Linked DNA regions of Gossypium hirsutum: region 2 is linked to region 1. A link is a contact called in public Hi-C data. All regions are on one chromosome and are shown on one strand. The core of a region is the stretch at or near the end of the contact, and the rest is flanking DNA. Distances in the headings are between cores, read along the strand shown.

Region 1 (6,822 bases), core at 2,128-4,627:
AGATTAAGATGTGAATTTTTGAAGGACACTCTAAACACCATATTTGCTTGAACATTTTTTGCTCGTTGATGCTCACATTAGAGTTGTCCAATAACATTTTATATCCACTCTTTACAGAATAGATACCCGAAGTTTCGCTAAACCAAACTACTTTATCTGATTGATCAGTAGTGGGAATAGGTAGACTCATAATCTGGTCAGCTTCTTCCACCGAAAAAGTTGAGTAAATAAGATCTCTATTCCAACGATTAGGTTCCTTTAGAATTAACTCAGCCACCCAATCCAAACCAGCCACCCTATCAGTAGAAATAGAATTTTGAGCTTTTCTTGGCAACGAATGATCTTTCCATATTGACACCGATGTTCCAGACCCAATTCTCCACTTCAAACCAGACCCTAACAGGCCTTTAGCACACCAGATACTTCTCCAAAAAAATGATGGATTCGCTCCTAAAGAGGCTTCCATAAAATCTGATCCCCTATAGTACTTTGCTTTGAGCAAATGCGCAAGTAAGGAACTCAAATTTTCCATAAGATGCCAACCCTGTTTAGCAAGAAGTGCGATATTGAATTTGGCCAAATCTCAGAAGCCCATCCCGCCCTCCTCTTTTGGTACCGACAGCTTCTTCCATGAACACCAATGAAGCCCTTTTTTCCCTGTTTTCTTTTGCCACCAAAATCGAGCCATGACCGCTTCTAAATCCCTACAAACTGCTGATGGTAACAGAAAACAATTCATAGCATATAGTGGAATAGCCTGGAGTACAGCTCTGATAAGGACCTTCCTCCCCTTACGGAAAGTAATCTCGAGCTCCAACTAGAGACTCTTTTTATTAGCTTTTCTTTAAGTTCCTTAAAAGCCCTCTGTTTGTTACGCCCCACCATTGATGGGAAACCAAGGTAATTCTCCAGGTTTAGATTCCTATTAACCCCCAGAACCCTACAAACCTCCTCTCTGTTAAACTGGTCAACATTGGAACTTAAAAATGACCCTAACTTGTCAAGATTGACTTCCTGACCAGAACACTTAGCATAGGCCTCTAAAATTTCTTTGATCACCATTGCTCCATTGATAGACGCATCTCCAAAGAAAAGGCTATCATTTGCAAAAAAACAAATGGGTGATTTATGGGGCTTGCCTACTAACCCGAAAGCCATTTAGAACTCCCCTTGACACAGCCCTTCTAAGAAGAGTCGACAATCCTTCACCACATATAAGGAATAAATAAGGACTAATAGGGTCCCCTTGGCGAAGGCCTCGTGACGGGAAAAATAACTCACACGCCTTCCCATTCATACCCACAGAATACGAGACCAATGTCAAACAACCCATAACTTTCTCAATCCACCTATCCGAAAACCCTGTCCTTCGAAGCATAACATGCACAAAATTCCATTCAACCCGGTCATAAGCTTTACTCATATCTAGTTTTAACGCAAATAACCCTTTCCTCCCAATACGTTTTCTCTTCATAGAATGTAAAGTTTCATATGCAGCTATGATATTATCCGTAATGAGTCTTCCCGGTACAAAAGCACTCTGTGCTTCATCAATACATACATGGAGTATCTTTTGAAACCTATTCACCAACATCTTTGAAATGATTTTATATAAAATATTACAAAGACTAATAGGTCTAAGTTGAGTCATGCACCGAGGAGAACTGACCTTGGGAATTAAAACAATTCTTGTATTGTTAATTTCAGCCATATTATCAACCCCTGCATCGTCTCAATACAGAAATTAGCTACATCTTTACCCACAATATGCCAAAACCTTTGGTAGAAAATCGCCCCTATCCCATCTTCGCTAGAAGCTTTTAACGGGCTCTTGGCTTTAAGAGTTGAACACACCTCTTCATATGTAAACTCCTTCTCAAGGTCCTCGTTCATCTGTTAAGAAATACATGGCTCAACACCTTCCAAAATTGAGCTTGGATCTCCAACACTTTTCGCTGTAAATAAAGAAGTAAAATAATCAGTGGCCAACTGTAATAAAGCATCATTGTTCGCATAACTATTACCCTCGCCATCCACTAATTCTTCCACCTTGTTCTTCCTACTCTGATCCGTTGCTGATTGGTGAAAAAATGGGTATTCCTATCCCTATTTTTCAGCCAATTTGCTTGAGCTCTCTGTTCCCAATAAAGCTCCTCTCTGTCCACCTGCATATTAATTTACAGCTTTGTCTCCACAATATCCCCTAGAATCTCGTCTGTAAGAACTTCTTCATTAAGTTGAAACAACTGTTTTTCCAACTCTTTCTTCGTGATGTTGAGCTTTGTCTACATAATCTTTTGAAACATGGGATTTAACATGATGTAATTATTTATAAATGACGTGTTGAGAAGTGATGTTAACTTATTAATTTAGCAAAGTGATTTATTAGCATGTTTGATTGTTTAAATGTTTTATTATTTTCAATTCAAATTGTGCTAGTACCATTAACCATTTAATGCCTAGCGTGGAAATGTGTTTCTTGTGTACGCAGGTCTCGACGAAGATAGGTCATGATCGTTTAGTTTGAAGGTATCCAAAGGTATTGCAACTCAGCTCATGCTAAATGATATATTTTATTGTAAAATATTTAAATATATATAACTAGATTTATCCATGAATCGAATGGCCCACATAGTGTAGTAGGCTTAACTTGACTTGGGTCAGACTTGAAAAAAGATCTTTGTTTCTAAAATTGCTAAGTTCGACCTGAGTTCAGTCTAAATAATAAAAATAATTTAAAGTTTAAGTTTAATTATAAAGGAATAAAATTATTTTTTATTAGTATTTGAACAGTGAAACGTGCAAACATGTTGGGTTGGGTCGACCTAAAAATGAGCCCAGATTTGATTTTTTTTAAATCGAGTCATAGTTCAACCCGACCTCTATATTTAAGTGATAAAATATTTTTTATTAAAATTATGAAATTATATTTTATTATTTATATAATTATATTTAATATAATATAATTTAAATTTTTATTTAATATGATATGTTATATTATTTATTTAATTATACAAAATATTTTTAAAGGTGAATCTAAAAATATATATATATTTGCTATTCAATGTTGTAGGAATTAGTTATTTTTTTATATCAACTATAAAATGAAAAAGAGTAGACCATTCCATTGAATGAGCCATTTCCCTTATTCAGTGATGAACGATGAACGATGCATGATTCATTAGTTTGGTTGAAAGAATGGCTCATTCAATGGATAAATTTTACTGTTACAGTTATTGGATGCATATTTACAGTTAACTTTAATCTAATTAGATGAAAATTCATTTATTATTTGCATACCATCAGGACTTGTAGGCCTGCATATGAGCTATGCGCTACTATGGTCCAGTTTCTAGAACCTAATGAGGCCATACTCTTCCTAAAATGGCTAAACAAAAATATAGCATTACTGGGCTAGACTTTCAAGCATAAACCAACCCAATTGGTCTTCTAAATTATGGGCCTAATTAACAAAATTGGGATTCTAATTTGCGTTAACCTAGTCACTTATTAATTTTCTTTTTAAAATTTTAATTAAATCCGTTACACTTTTACTATAACAATATTGAAATGTGATGAAGTGACATTAATAACTAATAACACAACAACGCGTGGAGTTTAAAATTATAACATATAACAAATAAATAAAAAGATAAAAAAAATCTTTAAAATGTATAAATTTATAAAAAAAATATAAAAATTATTTCATATTCAAAATAAATTTAGATAAATAAATGTCCATATTCAAATTAACCTGCACATTATTTTAATAGGTTCACTAAAAGCGTTCTCTTTTTAGTAATACATAAATATCGAAGCATAGAAAATCAAGTACAAACATATCAAATCTTCACAAAACCTCAAGGAATTAAAAAAAAAAAAAGACATAATAACGAACAATAGCAATTAAAATGGTTTTTACTTAAACAAATCCCTAAAATAAGTCATGGAATTGAAAACCCGGAGAAATCTCTCTCTTTCCTTTGAAGCTCATGTTAACCGATTAAAACCAAGAGTTTTTTTTAATTACCTTTTGAATCCTTTTCAATTTCGAAATTAAGCAAATTAGTCTTTCTTAAAAAAATTTAGAGCAAATAAAGACAATTAATCACAGAGTTAATGTCTTCCATCAATTGTATATGATTTTGATTGGTATAATGACAAATTTAGAATCAATGTTTATATATTTTGTCATTTTGGCCTTAATTCTAAAAAATTCAAAAAACTTAGCCTCAATATTTACACATTTACACAAATGTGGGAGGATAAATTTGTTAATTAGGACCAAATTGATAGAATGTGTAAACATTGTGGGTTAAATTTATTATTATACCAATCAAAATCGTGAACAATTGTTGGAAAATATTAACGTCAGGATTAATTGTCTTTAGTTGCTCACTTTCGAAATTGATAATGATTAAATTGCTTTGAATTTTTCGATGGGCCAATTTATTCAATTTTAAAATTGGGAGGGATTGAATAGATTTTTTTACCAATTATTTTCAAATAAGAAACATTATCAAGCCAAAAAAAAAATTCCAAGCAAACCACGTAATTATTGAAGTAAACATTAAAAAAACATTTAAACTAGGTGAATGCAAATGAATCATCTATGTAGTGTATAAAAATGGAATAATTCTAAAAAAACCCTCAACGTTTGGGAGTTTTGGTTTATGCCCTTAACCTTTTTATTTTTTGATTGATACTCTTAACATTACGATTTTTTCAAAAATCAGTCCACTTTTAACGGTCAATATGAATTGACTGTTAATTAAACTGTAGGTCAACATAGTAGCCTATGTGATATGCTACGTAAGCAAATGATGTTATATATCACGTAATCTATTTATTTATTTTTTTTCATTTTGTGTCCATTTTATTTTTTCTCCCCTCTTTCTCTCTTCCTGTAAATCACACCATTCAAGGATTCTTCTAAAACCCAAACCTATTATATACCCATAAATCGATACTTTCCTGCCATGGAAAGCTAAAGAGCTTTATATCGAGATACTATTGGGGATTCCCTTCCCTGTAAGCCCACCATCTCTGCTATAATCCGATGTATTAGGATACAATAATGTATACGACACCTTCACCGGTCCAACTCTGTTCTTCAATTTACTATCATTGTTTCTTTCCATAATCCTACTCTCAATTTCCACTAGTTTCTTCCCGAATCTTTCAAATGCGGCTAAGGGTTCATCTTCGGTGGTCCATTCTGCCGTATCTCTTTGCCCCAAGTATATTTCATCGGTTGCATGCCTTGATAAGACTTCTATAAGTGATACACCCAGTAAAGTTTTGGAACTGTGCGGTGATTGTTTTCAAGAAAGCCAAATATAGGTCGTTTTTGAGCTCGTCGTATTCTTTGGTGCCTGGTTCCGACATGAACCAACGGCTGACTGTTGGTCTGTTTGGGAGGTATCCGGCGTATGGGTATTGTCTGAAATTGGCAGCTGCGTGGAAAACGGAAGCTATCTATATGATGATGGTACATGCTTGGGTGAGACCAGCTAATGTGTTCATCTCCAGCCACCATGGTTCTTTTCTTAAATTGCCGTGGCCTTCGTTTTTGACCTCCGACCACCATGATTGGATTTCAGTGTTGTTTTTAACTGTTTCATCTGATGGGTAGTAGAAAGAACAGTACTGGGTTACCCAGGTTTCAATGGCGGTCCAGATTTCTAATCCATCAACGGCGTATGGGTAATCGTTTATCATCAATTTGAGTCCATAGGGACAGCTCGAATCCGGCACTACCATTCCCCTGAAAATAAAGGGTGTTTAAAGGTGTTTGCTTTAAATTATTAATTAAAGAGCAAATTTAAAGCTTTGCGTTTTAGAAGAATCCTTCAATGGTGTGATTTGCAAGTGATTTGCAGGGGAAGAGAGAAAGAGGGAAGAAGAAAGAAAATAGAAACAAAATGAAAAAAAAAAGTTAAATAAATGACATCATATATGACATCGTGTGCTTACGTGACATGTCACATGGGCTACTATGTTGACTTATAATTTTATTAATGATCAATTCACATTAACGGTTAAAAGTAGACTAATTTCTGAAAAAATTATAACGTTGAGGGTGTCAATCAAAAAATAAAAAGGTTAAGGGCACAAAATCAAAAGCCTCCAAACATTGAGGATTTTTTTTACAATTATGCCTATAAAAATGAGTGAGAGATAATAATAATAATAATAATAATAATAATAATAATAAGAGATCAGAGCAAAAATGAGCAAAATCGGTAGTTTTATTGAAGATGAAAGAAGCCCTTTTAAAGAAGAAAAATATTTTGAAAAGTAGAAAAAATTGTAAATTTTTTTAAAATGCCTGATTATTTTATCTAAATTTTTTTAAAACATTAAGAAAATACAAAAAAAAAGAAAAAAAAACTAAAAAGAATATGAAGATACCTGAAAATTTTATAAAACTACCAGGTTTTTTATATTATTATTTTGAAATATATTTAAATACTAAAAGTATTACGTCCAAAATAAATCAAAGTGTGTGAGAAATTTGAAGTAAAAAAAAATTAAGCAGAAGGCGTAATTTGGATTACTAATGATACAATATCCCTTCCCCATTTCCAAAGCAATTCCTAGGAAAATGTAATTGCATTACGAGTTGAGAAATCCGGAATTTGTCAAATTTTACACAAATGAAACTAATAATTATGTTTCCAAATTCCAAGTAAATGAAAGGGTCCCACTTCTCAAATTCTGTACTAGAACGATAAAAGCACCGACCAGGAGATGGAAGTTTGGTAGACTTACCACCTTATATATTATCTGCCATACCTTTCCCCTCATCTCCTCTTATGA
Region 2 (6,082 bases), core at 2,341-4,840, 510 kb after region 1:
CAACCTAAAATAAGTAAGACCGACCCAATGAATAGACTAAACATAAGGGAAATTAGTTCTGAAAGAAGAAAAGAAAAATCGACAAAGTATTAAAAGAAATATAAATGATCCTAACCACCCAATCAGATTGTTCAATTCCAAAGCATCTAAAAAGCAAAACCCTTTAGCAGTCTGTCAGAGTATTACCCATCAATCCTATCAATCTGCTTCAATAATATATTGGAAAGTGTTCTTTCAAAAACCATTGCGCCTCTTCAGAATCTTGGCACTCATTCATCTAAAAAGACCCAAAAATTCCTCTTCCAACTATTTTCTTCCCCTCTTCCAGAACAGGGAACCGATATCAGATGTGGCATGTACGATGTGGTTATCACCGATATACTTCAACAACATCAAGTGCATAGGCAGGAACATTGCCCCCAAGATAAGTTGCTTCATTTCTTTTAAAATCCTTTGTAGCCAAAGCATGAGCAACACCGTTATATGCTTTTGTACATGGTGGAAAACACAGTTTTGGAAAATCACACATGACGCACAGATATTATGAATATATGCTCCAATTATTGACTGCTCCCCTCTATTTTCTTTCAGATTATGAATCATGGACAAGAAATCTCATTCGACTTCTACATTCAGAAAACCCATTTGAGCTCCTGTTAAAACCGCCTAGAAGCAAGCCATCGCCTCTACTGCAAATGGTGAAGGTATGTTGGCATGCAAAATAGTTTTTGAACAGAGAATAATACATGTGCCGTTTCTAATAATAATCCCAGAACAGGATCTATTATCTTGCTTGCAAAATCCTGCATCAAAATTTATTTTGACAAAAGGGTTCTAAGTTGCCTTCCACACACCAGCGGGTATGATTCGCTCTGCAATTTTGCTCTTATCCCCCATAATTTCACTCAAATACTTCTTGATGAAATATATTGTCTCCCTTGCGCTCAAACTTTGCCCTTCATGTAGCAATTTGTTGCGTGCAGTCCAGATTGCCCACAACCCACAATAAAACAATCGACAAAGGTACATGGAACTATTTTCAAAAAAATTGTTTACCCATTCTGCCATTTAAGTCATATGCATCTGCATACATTGTGTGAACCCTGACTGTTGCCAGATCTCCTTCGTGTGCAAACACTCTTGAAAACATGTTCAACTATTTTAACACCATTGTGGCAGCGAGGACAGTTCGTAGAGTTCATCAACATCCTGTAGTATAGGTTTGCATAAGTAGGCACATAGTTGTTTACAATCCTCCATGTTGTAATTTTTATTTTGGAGGGTAGATCAATATTCTAGAGCCTTTTGTATAATAGTGTATTTTTTTTATTCCACAAGCAACCTTAAACAATTGGCATGTGTCTCTTTTTTTAAAATTTTTTAAATATTTTACTATATCCTTAAAGGACACTCGTCAACCGCCTGACCCTACTTGTGGAGTCTAAAAACTCTACTAAGAGTGTACAAAATAATTTCCCTTCAGGTATAAAAGGTATAAAAGCAATAATGCATGCAAAAGAGACACATGCCAATTGTTTAAAATATTTAAAAAAAATTAAAAAAAATTAAAAGCATATAAAAAAAGGTATAAAAGCAATAATGCATGAATATGTTATATGTCTTTTAATTTTGTTGATTTGGTTTTCACTTGCTTTCTTTTTTGAACATAATTATCAATTTTTTTCATTTAATGAAAATTCATGAAATTTATGGTAAATTTATAATAATTATATTTCTAAAATAACATGTAGTTAAAAATCTATAACAATCATTTTTTTATAATAAACTATAAAAAAAATAGAACATCGGTAATGACAATATATCGCAAAGAAAAGAGAAATAAAAATAAATAACACAGATTTTTACATGAAACCCTTTCGGAAAAAACCACGGGTAAAGGAGAAGAAAATTCACTATGTCGAATTCGAATGAATACAAGAGGAATAGACTATGTCTATTTATAGGCTTGTAAACTCATATTCTAATAGGAGTGTAGTAAGATTGAAATATCTTATTCTAATCAATATGAAATAGATGAAGTTTAATAGGGTTTAAAAAACATTAATCTAAAATAAAATAAAATAAAAAAGTATAGTTTTATATGAATTTTACTTTTATTTTATTTTACTACTATATTTTATTTAAATAAAAATTCGGGTCACTTAATTTTAACATAAATAAAATATTGATAAACAAATTATACTGTTATAAAAAAGAAAAAAAGGTAAAATGACATGTTTTTCGCATCCCACCCCCTTTCCCCAAGTTTTCCATGTTCTGTATTCAATGCCATTGGGGCCCGCTGTGTACATGTTTCATTCAATCTATGGATTGAATTTTGAAATATTTAATCGAGGAATCAATTGGGTTTCCCACGCACAGAATCTACCAAGGACCATTCTCTTCTTTAGTTTTCTCCAAGGAATAAGTTGCTTTGCCAATTGATTGGCTTTAAAGAAAATAAAACCACCACTCAAAGAAGCACATAAGGGTATATATGGAGACAAAAGCCATTAATAAAACACCGAAACGCGATTAGCAAAGAACCAATTAAAGGTGGTTTATTTGGGACAAATCATACACAAATCAACATATCTTTTGGGGCAGAAACAGGTGCGTCTATATAGGAGACCCTTTCTGGCTTCTGGGAGCATCCTTAAGCTCAAAAAGCTGACCAAAGTGGACTGCATTGTTGGGTTTTGATTACTTTAATATATTATCATATTTACTATACCATGGTACCTCCACACTTCCACATATGAAGCCATATTCCCACAAAATCGCTTGCAGACTAAGATTTGTTTCCACTAATAGCCTGGTGTAAAGCACAAAGTGGGCGGCTTACCACCAACGGATCATTCCTAGAGAAAGTGGTGGGGCTAAATTCAGCACGACAAATTCTACACCCAATTGAAAAAACTTGTTTAATTAATGGACCCCAGGTGCACATACTAAGTGCCGGATTCGATAATATTTCAATGGGGGTATGTTATTTTACTTCCAATATTTTTAGATATATGTTTGAATATTTTTTTTAAAATATACAACGTGAATTAAATATAACTTCAAATTTTAAAGTAAAAAATATTTTCTATTTAAGTATCACATTCTCTTAATTTCTGCAACAACAATCATATCAATTAATTAAAATTCAATTATAAAACATAGAAAATCTATAATATGCCAAAATAATTGTTAAGAACCGAGCATTTAGATGTTCACAAGTTTCAAATAATGTGGAATTCATAAACCCTTCCGATTCTCCTTAAGGTCAAAATATTACTGGTTTGGCTTTCTTTATACATCAAAGAAAAGAAAAGAAAAAAAAAAGGGGGCTAACGAAGGACATTCATTGTTGTTGGATCACAAGGGCATAAAAGAAATGGAATATAAGCAAGATGGATCCTTTTTCAGGTAAGAGAAGGACATGTAGGATGAGAAATGGTCCAAAGATACCTAGAATCTCGTATATGAATCATGATTTGTAATATAAAAATATCAAATGTAATTAGTGTCATTCCAAACAAGGAAACAACCTAAGCTGGATCCCACCAAAAGGGGGATTTGCACTAGAGGCAAAGCGAAAGGACAAAAATAAAAAATTCCTCCAACAGCAAACCCCAATGAAGATTATGGCTTACGGGCGCCCCTCGACAGGTATAGTTCCCATCTTTTTCCGCCGCAACCATTATCTTTTATCACTAAAATTTTTCAGCCAAATATTTAAGTAAACAGAAAAGGATGGTATTAAACAATAATATTATATTATTTGTATGTCTTTTTTAATAGTTTAATGTTAAATTAATATTTTTATTTTAAATTTTAGAATTTTTATTTTTAAAAAAAATCAAATTCAAGTGAAAATTTTAAAATTTAAGGTGAAATTATTAATGACATTAAACTATTAAAAAAAGTTTTTTTTTTATCTTTCTCTTCTTTATTATTTTAAAAGTTCCATTTTTTCTTCAACTGTAGGCCGGTGCTCGTCACTGGTGAGGCATAGAATGGCGATGACCCATATGCGATTTTTTTAATAACTGTTTTTTACGTATTTAAAAAAAAAAGGGTTTCATATATATAATATATTCATCACCGGCAGTGAATGCAATGTCGAGGACGGCTTTTAGATTTCGCAAAACGTATGTAAAATAGTGGCGGTGAGCCACACAGGTGAGGCGTAGATCGTTGATAAGCCCATATGCAATTTTTCTTTCTTTTTTTTTTCTATTATTCAAACGTGATTTCAAGATTTTCAGAAATCGAAAACCGCTTCAAAACAGCTGCGGTGACCATCATCGTCAAGGCGTTGAACGCCGATGACCCAATATGCGGATATTCTCTTTATATGCATTTAATGGGTTGAATTAAAATGATTATGAGATAAAAAAAGAGTTTCCTCACCGCCAATGAAGCATTTTTAATAGTTTAAACAGCATGCAAAGGGGTCCTTCATCCACCGGTCATGCTTAACGAAATATAGTTTAAATTGCATGTAAAAAGCAATTCAATTTATTTTAAAGGAAAGATCAAATTTTTCTTAAACATGATACGACCTTTTCTAATTTTAACATTTCTTTTAATGTTTGAAATTTATGGAAAAATATTTTGAAAAACAATGAAATTGTTATCCACTAATTTATTTAAAACTAACGGCACTGGATATCATTTACTTTGACTCGTATAGAAGCCCGGAAATGAAAAGGTAAGTGGTAATTAACTCATATATATTTATATTTTATAAAATCAGCTCCTAAGGAAGTATTAGGAATAAATAGTGGTATTGTAATAATTTGCAGTTATACAGAATTAATGGGACAAAATGGGTAAATTATCAATACTCTTTTATTATTAATAAAGCCATTATGAAATTTTAAATATAATAAAATTTAAATTATTATTAAATCGTTAATCAAAATGCAATTATTTTTATATAATACAAAGTAAACCTTTCATTTTTTCTTTAAAAAATAATAATTTTCACATATTATATAAATCTGCTTCCTAAGGAACTTCATACAATAAATAGGGGTAAAATAAGTATGTAAACTTAAATTTAAGGGCAAAAATGGATCTTTTATTTTTATATAATAGCTTTTTTTTATCAGAATTATAATTGTTTTTAAAATTATTAAATAACTAATAGAAATGAAATTATTTTTACCTAATATCAGTATATCTTATTATATCTCTAATATAGTATATTATATTCTTTTTAGAATAATATTATTATATCCTTAATTATCCCATAACAGGCATGTAATTTTTTATTTCAATATTTTGTTAGTACTAACATCAACTTTTTCTACATCCCAAGAAAATTAGTTAACTTCTTAGAAGTTTTTTTTTTAATTTTTATTATATGTTCAATAGTTTCGAATAATAATTTTATATTATAAACCATAAATGATGACAAAGAAATAATAACATGATTTTAAGATTGTTGGAATAAAGAATGATATATACTTTTTATTCATTCTTTTATTAAGTAGATATGATTTGTTAATTTGTTGATAATAAATGTAGAATTTATTGTTATATTTTTGTCATTGATTCATTTTTTTTAATTTTTCCCTTTTCTACTTGTTATATTTTTAATTAATTAATAAATATTTCAAAATCCTCTTTATTTCTTTTCCACAGTTACATTTTTTAGTATAAAAAAACAAATAATAAAATGCTTGATAAAAATTTTTCCTTTAATTTTGTCCGTTGTTACATTTTTTAAAATTTTATGTTATTAATTTTGATAGATGTTACAATATTTATTTGTATATATATAAGTATCCTTACTTGGGTTAGGAAGAAGAGTTTATCTTAAAATGGTGTTGCCTCAATGTGTTGAAGTTGACATTTGACACTTTGATTCAAAGGTTTTAGAAGGAAAGTGTGATTGAGCAGAGAATCAACATAGTTGAAGGGCAATATCTCTACGCCCAAAGTTGAACCATTAGAGTTGTAGTTTATAAAAATGTTTGGTAGATGTCAACTTCTTTATTTCAAGTTTGCTTTTTAGTTTTTGTAATTCTTCATAAAGAATGTTAGCTATGATTTTCATTAATTTACTATAAGGGAATGTGCATGT

What was found. A called contact is a pair of places that touch in the nucleus more often than the background predicts.
Region 2: a Hi-C map of hypocotyl shows a contact between it and region 1, with 1.7 times the contacts expected there. The contact joins two enhancer-like sites. A contact is called at or near these places in 5 of 34 Hi-C or Micro-C datasets (callus, hypocotyl and leaf).

What each region holds. Positions count from the first base shown.
Region 1 is chrD01:49,765,839-49,772,660 of Gossypium_hirsutum_v2.1, forward strand. LOC107921293 (a long non-coding RNA gene) reads left to right here. Exons shown (of 4, transcript XR_001691007.2): 4 at 2,492-4,147. It also overlaps the pseudogene LOC107921328. Among protein-coding and RNA genes, the nearest start is that of LOC107921293, 4.6 kb to the left of the region's middle. Within about 2 kb of position 3,378, at least 3 of the 9 cell types and tissues checked have an H3K27ac peak or open chromatin away from gene starts, as enhancers often do. A contact at or near this core is called in hypocotyl and leaf, where this site is marked.
Region 2 is chrD01:50,280,486-50,286,567 of Gossypium_hirsutum_v2.1, forward strand. No RefSeq gene overlaps it. Among protein-coding and RNA genes, the nearest start is that of LOC121214243, 40 kb to the left of the region's middle. Within about 2 kb of position 3,591, at least 9 of the 9 cell types and tissues checked have an H3K27ac peak or open chromatin away from gene starts, as enhancers often do. A contact at or near this core is called in hypocotyl and leaf, where this site is marked.